Linked DNA regions of Zea mays: all the other regions are linked to region 3. The links are chromatin contacts, called in public Hi-C maps. All regions are on one chromosome and are shown on one strand. The core of a region is the stretch at or near the end of the contact, and the rest is flanking DNA. Distances in the headings are between cores, read along the strand shown. Region 1 holds the start of LOC100501884. Region 2 holds the start of LOC100282000 (30S ribosomal protein S31, chloroplastic-like). Region 3 holds the start of LOC100501933 (tetratricopeptide repeat (TPR)-containing protein).

Region 1 (3,262 bases), core at 215-2,714, 150 kb before region 3:
GTTGGTTCACTGCCTGGAACAAAGTTATAAATTTGGTTGGAAATCATGTGCAAAATCATGCAAAATGATCACAACAAGTGTTAAAATGTTCCATCCATTGAAATCAACTCTAGAGCCTATGCAGGTTTATCAGCTAATTAAATTATTCTTACCTCCAGCTGTGCAGATGCTTCTTTATACTGCCGTTTTGATGCCATAACCTGAAGTTGCTCAACAGCCGAAACTGTACATAAGTATGGAGCAACATGATTTAGCTGAGGTTGATGTCCTTTGCTATATCATAACACACAGAGAGGGGGGGGGGGGGGGGGGACAGAATACAGATGGAGAGAAACTAACCAAGCATAGTAAGACGGTGAAGAGCGGTTATTGTAGTTGTTATGTGCCTCTTAGCACAATCCAACTTTTTGATGTCGCGACAGATTTCTTGAACCATAGTTTCACTTTGCTCAGCCTTTGTTTTTATTTCATGTATCTTATGCATTAATTCCTGTTAGTATGAAATATGATTAGAACTTTGTTTTTATTTCACTTGTAATGCGCTATTAAATGCTGCAACAAATTCAGAAACCAGATTGTTTTACTAATCCAGTTATCTGACCAGGCAACAGGCACGATGCTTAATCAACTGATCCAGTTGCTTCATAGTGGGAAATCTTAATAGTGCATAGCAAGTGGAAAAAAAATACCTGAACAGCATTTGTTGCAGCAGCAAGTTCTTCCTTGGCCTTGGTTCCCGAGTTGCTCTGTTAAGTAAAAGAAACTTTCCATTATCCAGTGTAGCATAACCATGATCAAAAGCATAATTTCATATTTTCATTAGGTGCAATTGCATTGACATAGCACTGATCAAAGTATGAGACGTCAGTTTGGTCAGTTCAGTTTAACTGTCCCAAAACAGAGTATACACATTACAAATAGCATCACTGAATGACACAGAACGTGGGACAACAAGGCCAAACCTGCTGTCGGACAGCAGCAAGGATGCTGGCGTCCACTCTGCGAATCTCGCTCTGTATCTTTTGCATCAGCGGCTCCACGCCCGACAACGACGCCTCTGCAGGTCACAGCAAAACCAGAAGGAAATTGGTACCCTAGGAGCTCCGAACAACACACACTGAAACGAGCGCATTGCCGCAGCACAGCATCACGAGCAAAGTCCCCGTGCCAGCGAGGAAACACCGATCCGATTCGAGCGGGAGCGCGCGTACCAGTGGGGAACATCTGGTTGATGTATTCGAGAGCGCTGGACTTGTCCATTTCTCCGGCGAGATCTCCGCCCCGCGCGCCCGCGCTCGGAGGATCTGGCGAGGTCTAGAAGGATCTGGAAGGGGAGGGTGGTGCGGAGGAGCTGATCTGGCGGCGAACGGGCGCCGGGCTTCCCCTCGCGCACGCGAGGGGAGGTGGTGGCGAGAGAGGTGGAATCGCCGGCGGGTACTACTCCCCGTCGTTGGCAGCTCGGCCGTTCAACGGGTGGGCGCGGAGTCCAATAGCCCGCTTCCTATTATGAGAGTTGTAAAAGTTGAAGTGTTCACTTGTTGTGATTACCTGCCGTTGCTTGAGCACATTGTATAGTTATTATTAGAACTTTTGCTAGTAAGGTTCCATTTATATTTGAATATAGAGTATAAAAAGATATGTGTTGTTGGTTAGGTTGATATAAACGTAAGCTCGAAGCTTACAACAAAAATGGTGGAAACTAATACTTTGTACTAGTAGAGAAGATATTTTAGTTGAAGACTCTCGTAGCAATATGATCTTCCAATTTAATAAATTGGATTTTCAATTTGGCGGTGGACCAGTGGTACAAAGTAAATAAAATCATGAATAACTTAGATTTTTTAACTGTCGCCGAGAGGAGAGCATCTCCACCTGAATTTTATTAAATCTAGCATGACAAAGCTATAACCTAACTACGACAGTTGTTATACATATGCCCCGTTTTTCGAGCAATGATCTTGCACAACTTAGTAACTAGTTCATTCATAGTGTTTTTTTATCCAAACAATGATAAGATTGCATGTTACCTAACACAACAAAAACATCAAGCATATAGAATCTCTACTATTATAAAGCATTAGTTTTTATGGTTCAACGGTTCTATCGTCGTCGCTTTTGCAAAAAAAAGTCCCTTATATTCTGTCTTAATGAACTTGTTGTCCCTCCAGATCTAGCCTAGGCCTGCGTTGTCCCCTCCCCCAACCCAACCATGTCGCCATGTGCGTGCCCAACAGTCGAGCTACAGCCTCTCGCCCATGCTTCCTCCACGGCGCCCTCTGTCTGGGTAACGATGTTGTTGTCGCACCCTCTGCCTCCCCCCGCAACTCTGACGCCCCATTCATCGCAGGAGCCTCGCCTGCGCCCCTCGCGGTGCCCTCTACCTGGGTAACACCATTCCCGCGCTCTCTGCCTCCCTCTGACGACCCGTTCATCAGAGGGACGATCGTGTTGCTTAGCGGTGCGCACCATCTGCCTCCCTCCGCGACTCTGGCATCCCATTCTTGTGCCATTTGCCTCATCCACGGCGCCCATTGCTCAGGAGCTCCGGAGACAAGGTGCTGGCAGCCCACGCCCTTTGCCTTCATCCACAGCTCTGACGACCCGTTCATCGGAGGGACGACTGTGCTACTCAGCGCCATCACGCCCTCTGCCTCCCTCCGTGGCTCCGGTGGCTCGTTCCCGTTGCCTCCCTCTGTGGCAGGCGTTGTCCGAGAGCTCCTGGACGAGGTGTTGGCGGCGAGGCATGTTGCCTGGCTCCGTTGTATGTGGTAGGACAACGATGTGACTTCAGCGCCCCGTTCACCTCATCCCCACGCAACAAACCTCTGCCCACCTTCTCGCATCGTCGGCTTTGGATAAGGACGTGCCCGACTTACCGCTCCCCTATTCGCGCGCAATGAGGACGTGACAGCCGCAACCTCATCCTCCGTGCAACAAACTCCATCCTCTGTGTGACAGCCGCGACCTCATCCTCACGCAACAAACATCCGTCCGCCTCTCAGGCCGTCGGCTTTGGATAAGGACGTGTTCGGTTTACCACTTCCCCATTCACCCGCAATGAGGATGTGCATGGATAACAAGGTTGAAAGGGAATTAGGCTTACACCTATTTTCTAAATGATTTTGGTGGTTGAATTGCCCAACACAAATAATTGGACTAACTAGTTTGCTCTAGTCTATAAGTTCTACAGGTGCCAAAGGTTCACAATAAGCCAATAAAAAGACCAAGAAAAGGGTTCAACAAAAAGAGCAAGGGGTAACCG
Region 2 (3,106 bases), core at 141-2,640, 250 kb before region 3:
GGAGAAGGAGAACGTGAAGCACTTCCTCAGCTTCATCGACAGCCTGCCCCTGATCGTCCCCGACAACATGCTGCTGGTCTACTACGACTACCTAGTCTAGCAAGGCTCCTCCCCCCACCCCCCACTCTGAAGCTCTGGAAGAGGAAGGGGGTCTGGGAAGAAGACGCGGCGTACAAGCGACAAGGGTTACCCGCAGCCGACCATCCTCTGCGGATCGAGTTGGCAAAGCGAAGCCGTTGCCGACCAACAGACGATACTCTCGTGGGCATGCCACGCCGTTGCGCTGGCTTTATTGCATGGTGGCGTTGCTCGCTGTAATGGTTGTAAATAAAGAAGGAAAATGTCTCGGGTTTTATATATAATATACTAGCTTGACATTTCTCGTCTGGCGAATTGCCGGACTGTTCAGAATGAAGAAATCAGGGGGCCTCTACTTCTCTGCTCTATATATATCGTCTTCAATTCTCGTGGCCACCTGCACCATTCATAATCGTGAGCGTTGTTGAGGATTCATCCGTTCCTCTCCTTCTAGAGGTTCCAGAAGAAAGAAGACACATGTGGTCAGGTCATGCCATCGAACCGTCTCCACTCCGTGCAAGGCACTTTGCTTGAGGCGTTCTCCCACCACTACATTTTGGCCATCGGTTTTTTATTCATGATTGGGCACTGAAACTGAAACTCTGCTCGGTTGACATGAACCTGATAGCGACCGTTCAATCTGTGCTGTACAGTAGTGCACAGGTGAGTGCCTGACAGTGACCTTGGCAACTCCTCCATTCGGTATTTCGGTTGCTGAAATGAATTGGAATCGCTCCAGCCACACGCTCCCAAATACTACTAACTCCAGCTCCAGGACCGAAAATTGCCTGCACGGGGGTGGGGGACAGCTCGGGGCCGCTCCTTGACGCTCACCCTACCCTCAGGGTTTGTTGATGCACAAGCCATGAGCTCATCCAGTCCGGAAAGCTGGCACCTTGCACGGGTGGTGCCGTGAGGCCGGCCACCATGGGTTCAAGTGTCTGCCTCCACCAGTCCACCGCCGAAATCGAGATTCGAGAAGGACCAGAACCCTAACTCAGCAGGAGAAGCACGGGCCGGAGAACGACGCTGGAGCATCTAGGGTTTTGTTTTCTGTTAGCATGAATCAAAGCTAAGCTTTGGTCATCTTAATTATATTAATTATCAAAAAAAAGAAAGAGAAAGAAAAGGATCCAAGACCTGACCAGACTCGACGACGGCCTGGCTAGGTGTGTGCACCATACTTTACAGTAATGGCCGATAAGGTTACTTCTGGCCCAGCCCACACCAGCCCTGCAGCCCATCTTAGATGTGCGCTGTGGCTCCAACTGCGAGCCCTTTTATCCCTTATCCAACCTGATCCACCACACCACCATTCCCGAGCACACTAGTCTCTCTTCCCTGCGCTTGCTCGCTCCTTCTTGCCCCCATGGCGCTGCTCGCCGTCCAGGGCATGGCCATGTCCACCGCCGCCGCGGCCCTCCCATCTCACAACCACGGCGCCGTCTCATCCTACGTCTCCACCTCCTCCTACGCGCTCGCAGCCTCCGCCGCCTTCCCCCGCGCCCGGGCTGCGTTCGCCGTCGGCGCCGTCTTGTCGGCCACCGTCACTCCAGTTCTTGACGGTAATTAAACAGCTACCTCCTCACTCCCCTTGTTTTTGTCCGATGTAGGAGTAGTTTCTTTCTAACACATGTCACGAGCAATGGCTACTGTTTTCCACGCAATAAGGGAGAAAAGGCAATGACTACTATTACACTGACACTTGGGAAATTCGTTCCAATTCAATCGGGATTTTTCTTCTTTTTATGAAATAGTCAAGGGATTTATTACTGAAATGTACTCCCCAGAAGAGATGGAGGTTGTGATGCTGTTAGTCGATCTGGGTCAACTAGACTGACCAAGGAAAGCATCCAGTTTTTAACAAACTGGTTCATGAAAATTGTGGTGGTTCCAAATATACTAGCTTTTGTCCCAGTCTATAGAAGTTGGATTCTCAGTTTCTTAAAAACCAAGAAGCTAATCCCATCTAGCTAAAGGCAGTTTATAGAAATTGAGGTGGTTCTAAAAACTATTAACCAGTTTTTTTATAAATCACTTTATAGAAACTGAAGTTAGAAACTAGATTCTTAAAAACTAGGTTGCTTCCAAACATGGCCTAAGGGTCTGTTTGGAAGCACCTAGTTTTTTTTATAGAAATTGACGTGGTTCCAAACTAATTTATAGAAATTGGATTCCTAGTTTCTTAAAAAACCAAGAAGCTAGTCTTCTCTAGCTAAAATCAATTTATAAAAATTAAGGTGATTCTAAACACCATTAACCTTTTTTTTTATAAACTAGTTTCTAGAAACTGGATTCTTAAGAGCTTAAGTTGTTCCACACGAAAAAATTACGGTATCGAGGAGCAGGAGCATATATATGAACTGAAAACTACTACTGTAGTAGATTATTAAACCTTTACCGGTTGACTGATTCACTTCACACGGTGTCAGGAGTGAGTGCCAATCAAGGAAGCTGAATCTCTTGTTTATCACTACCGCCTATAGTTTTGGTCGTCTCTGTTGCCACTGGCCTCAGCTGTTGTAAACACTTGTTTCTGGTTTATTAATACAGAGAGTCAAAGATGGATGCTTCTCATGCGTGTACTTCAAAGAAGTTTTAGTTAATCATAATTTGAAATCAATTTCTGAAATTCTAGTGTCCATAGCCTGCTTCAGGATTTTATTCTCTGATTGTACTACGAACCCAACTGGGGTGCTGTCCCTTTTGGCCTCTGTTTATATCAATACTGATGATCCTGTGGACTGACAGACAGTTTTAAACTTTATCTGGTCTTGCTCAGTCTACTGCGGGAGAGGGGACAAGAAAACGAAAAGGGGCAAAAGGTTCAACCATTCATATGGCAATGTGAGTGCTCCAGCACAATTTACATCGCATTTTTGGTTTTTTCCCCCTGTTCTGTTTTATTTAGCTGTCTGATCATGTCTAGGCGAGGCCGCGCAACAAGAAGAAGGGAACTGGGCCTGCGCGGCTCTTTGCCCCTCCTGCTCCTCCAAGGAAGGATCAGTTCGATGATGGGGAGATCATT
Region 3 (2,933 bases), core at 94-2,593:
TAGTGATCACAGTTTTTGTCAAACCACCCTCTTCATTGCCACTCCTGCAAGTACATTTTTTATCAAACCACCCACCAATTTCATCGTCTTTCAATGGCCAGAGTTCCAGGATACGGTTGTGGCGGCATCGTGACAATTGAAGCGAGTGGACAAGGATATTTTTACCCGAGCATATGGGTGGTGATCTAGTCTTTGAATTGAATGTCAGAGCAAGTATAATAAAAGGCTGCAAAGGGGCTAAATGGTGAGGTAGAGGAGGGAAGAGAGAGAAGCAGGCTATAAAATTACAGCCGACTGTCCGGCTTAGATACAAGAACCAAGAAGCTTTGTGAGTAAGACAAGTGGGTCATATATTAATAGGGAGTAGCTAACTACTACACGGATGGGCTAAGAGGTAGGTTGTAAGGATCCTTATAGCCAACAGTCAGCTATATTAATAACCTTGTTCTCACCAGAGTATGCTCAGAATATTTTTAATCTAAACTGTGTGCATATCACTTAGGGCAGAGGCTGGGAGGTTGTTCCGAGGCCATGTATCATCTCGATATACTGATCTTGGGATGAAAATAAATCTTCATTTTCCAAAAAAAATAAACAATTTCATCATCTAAGGACTCAATAAAATTTGTGACCAGAGATAACCTATGACACAACAGTTAGCTTGTAAACTTGTAACGATTTGAGTATTGTTCCGGTAACCTTTTCTTAATCAAAATAGAGCACTACATGTTACCTCCTGTTCAAATAAATGACGGTTATGATTTATTAGACTACTATAAGCAAGGAGCAGCAATTATTATATGGACTATATGCACGGAATTTTCAGAACCATGTAGACAGCATATTTGTTGAATTCGTAACAATCCTCACAAAAAATTGAGTTGCTACATGAACTTCCCCCCTATGAAAAAAAGAATAACTCCATCAAGCCCTAGGGTTCCGGCTCCCACGGGCATGAGCCCATGGGTACTAACGCCCTGATTTCTAACAACCACAGTGCCGCACCCGACTGGCCAAGTGTACAAGTGGCGGGAAACCCCTCACGCTCAGATCGAAGAGTATTCTTGGTAAACTTACTTCGTGGACGAGTCAGCGGCGACCGCCGGAGCCGCAGCGGCGGCGGCGGCGGCGGCGGGGTTGGGTGCGGGGGTCGGTGGGCGGTCCTCGCCGTCGCTCTCCGCTGGTTCAAAGTTGAGGTCGGCGAGCATCACCGGCCTCGGCGGCGGCGGATGGGTCTCCGGCATCGTCTCCGTCCGGGCTCCGGTGGCGGGGGTTTCTGAGCTCCGGATGCGGGTTCAGGGGGCACTGGACTAGCCCTTGACTGGAGCAATTTTGCAAAAGCATGGACGGGGAGAGCAAAGGAACACGACAGCTCTGCGACTGCTTTCAGGCCCGGATCACATCACGCACACCAGCGGCTGCCTATTACGGTCCTCGTTTCAGCTGGGCCGTTTTGGATTAGGCCCATGAGTTTTTATACGTATGCGGGTTTTAGGTTGAAAAAAAAATTAAGGCCTGAACGATGGATATCTGCTTCACGAGATTGGAGCTCACTTTTTTTTTTCTTTGAAAGCGATGCGAAGCGTATCCGTGTTTGTAACTTGGGCCTGTGCAGTTTGTCAGTGGCATGCGGTGCTTTTGTTACAATGCAACTTGTGACTGAGCAGTAGGCCCAGTCGTGCTTTGGTTCTCTGTAATTGCTGCTAACTAGAAGTAGACAGTGGTATTAGGCAACGAATATGCACTCCCAGCTGGTGCATGCGTGTAATGGTATCTGCTCAGTATTCATCAACGCTACGCGGGAGAACATTTGATATTTCTTATCCCAGTACTCTGTTCTTTCAATCACCGGCTGAGGCATGACAGCTTACATTAGCCTAGCAACTAGCGTAGCGTCCATGGAGGCCAGGAAACGAACAGCAAGCCGAATGGAATACGCGCTCTTCAGGTTGTCCTTGGCGTTAACGTGAGCCCTTGGACAGCGAGACCTTACGCGCAGACGAGCCTGCGCTGCAGGTCGATGGATCGGAGGGACGCTGCAAAGTAGTCGTCGCCAACTGTGGCACCGCCCAACTACCCCAACCTACCCGGAGAGTCCAAAAGCAAGCGTCGCCTTCCGTGAAGCCCCGTCGGGCGTCGGCACCGAACCGAACCGTCGAAACCCCAAGCCGTCCAAGCGGGGCTCGCGCGCGCACGCGCGCACGCACGGACAAGGGAGGGACAAAGCAGGGCCAATCGACCTCGCTGCACCGCCAGCTGCCTCCCTGCTTTGTCTGCACCCCGCACCCGACCGAGCCGTGAGAATCTGATCTGAATCATCTGATCGATCGGGAGCCGGGACTTATGAAACCCCCCCCCCCCCCCCGGCGGCGCCTCCGCCCGTCGTCGACCGACGTGGCGGCTGCTCAGCTGCCGGAATCTGCTTATGAGTCAGCATTAGGCATTGCTTACTGTTCGCCTGTGCCAGGAGCGCCGAACGGCTCGCTTAAAAATACGGCACCGGAGGCCCAGCGCATGTGCTGCCCGACCTGCGCGGCGCGGCAATTAATCATCGTCGCCGGCGACTGTGAAGGTGGGCCCAGATCCAAATAGTATCTAGCCCTCGTACTATTAGCCAGATGCATTCCACGTTTCGTCTACGAGACACACGATGGCGCGCGGCTAGGGCCAGGGGCGCCTGACGTGGACGGTCTCCCCTTGATTACAGCATGCCCACATGCCGCTGTTCTACGCAGTACCTACGAACGCACGATCATTTCGGTCGTCCACAGCACTGGCGCCCCGGCCATGGTCCATGGAGATGGAGATGGATCATGCGATAAGCCCACGTTTGGAACAGATGGAACGTAGTAAGTGGGTAAATAAAAGCAGACAACATGCCATTATTTCAGGCCTACCAAACAGTAAATTAACAGGGCAATTTGGAACGAACA

Evidence for each region. Hi-C and Micro-C count contacts between places; a contact is called where the count stands out from the background.
Region 1: a Hi-C map of leaf shows a contact between it and region 3, with 4 times the contacts expected there. The contact joins the promoter of LOC100501884 here to the promoter of LOC100501933 in region 3. A contact is called at or near these places in 13 of 25 Hi-C or Micro-C datasets (bundle sheath, ear, endosperm and 4 more).
Region 2: a contact with region 3 is called in a Hi-C map of leaf, with 10 times the contacts expected there. The contact joins the promoter of LOC100282000 here to the promoter of LOC100501933 in region 3. A contact is called at or near these places in 8 of 25 Hi-C or Micro-C datasets (bundle sheath, ear, endosperm and 3 more).

What each region holds. Positions count from the first base shown.
Region 1 is chr3:170,295,075-170,298,336 of Zm-B73-REFERENCE-NAM-5.0, reverse strand. It overlaps LOC100501884, which reads right to left and starts at 1,464. Exons shown (of 24, transcript NM_001196523.1): 1 at 1,212-1,464; 2 at 963-1,057; 3 at 690-746; 4 at 340-490; 5 at 153-223; 6 at 1-13. The coding sequence starts at 1,260.
Region 2 is chr3:170,390,700-170,393,805 of Zm-B73-REFERENCE-NAM-5.0, reverse strand. LOC100282000 (30S ribosomal protein S31, chloroplastic-like) reads left to right here and starts at 1,390. Exons shown (of 3, transcript NM_001154915.2): 1 at 1,390-1,643; 2 at 2,861-2,925; 3 at 3,008-3,106. The coding sequence starts at 1,448. It overlaps LOC100192826 (putative RING zinc finger domain superfamily protein), which reads left to right. Exons shown (of 5, transcript NM_001138017.1): 5 at 1-447. The coding sequence ends at 100.
Region 3 is chr3:170,141,397-170,144,329 of Zm-B73-REFERENCE-NAM-5.0, reverse strand. It overlaps LOC100501933 (tetratricopeptide repeat (TPR)-containing protein), which reads right to left and starts at 1,343. Exons shown (of 12, transcript NM_001196571.1): 1 at 1,078-1,343; 2 at 1-44. The coding sequence starts at 1,244.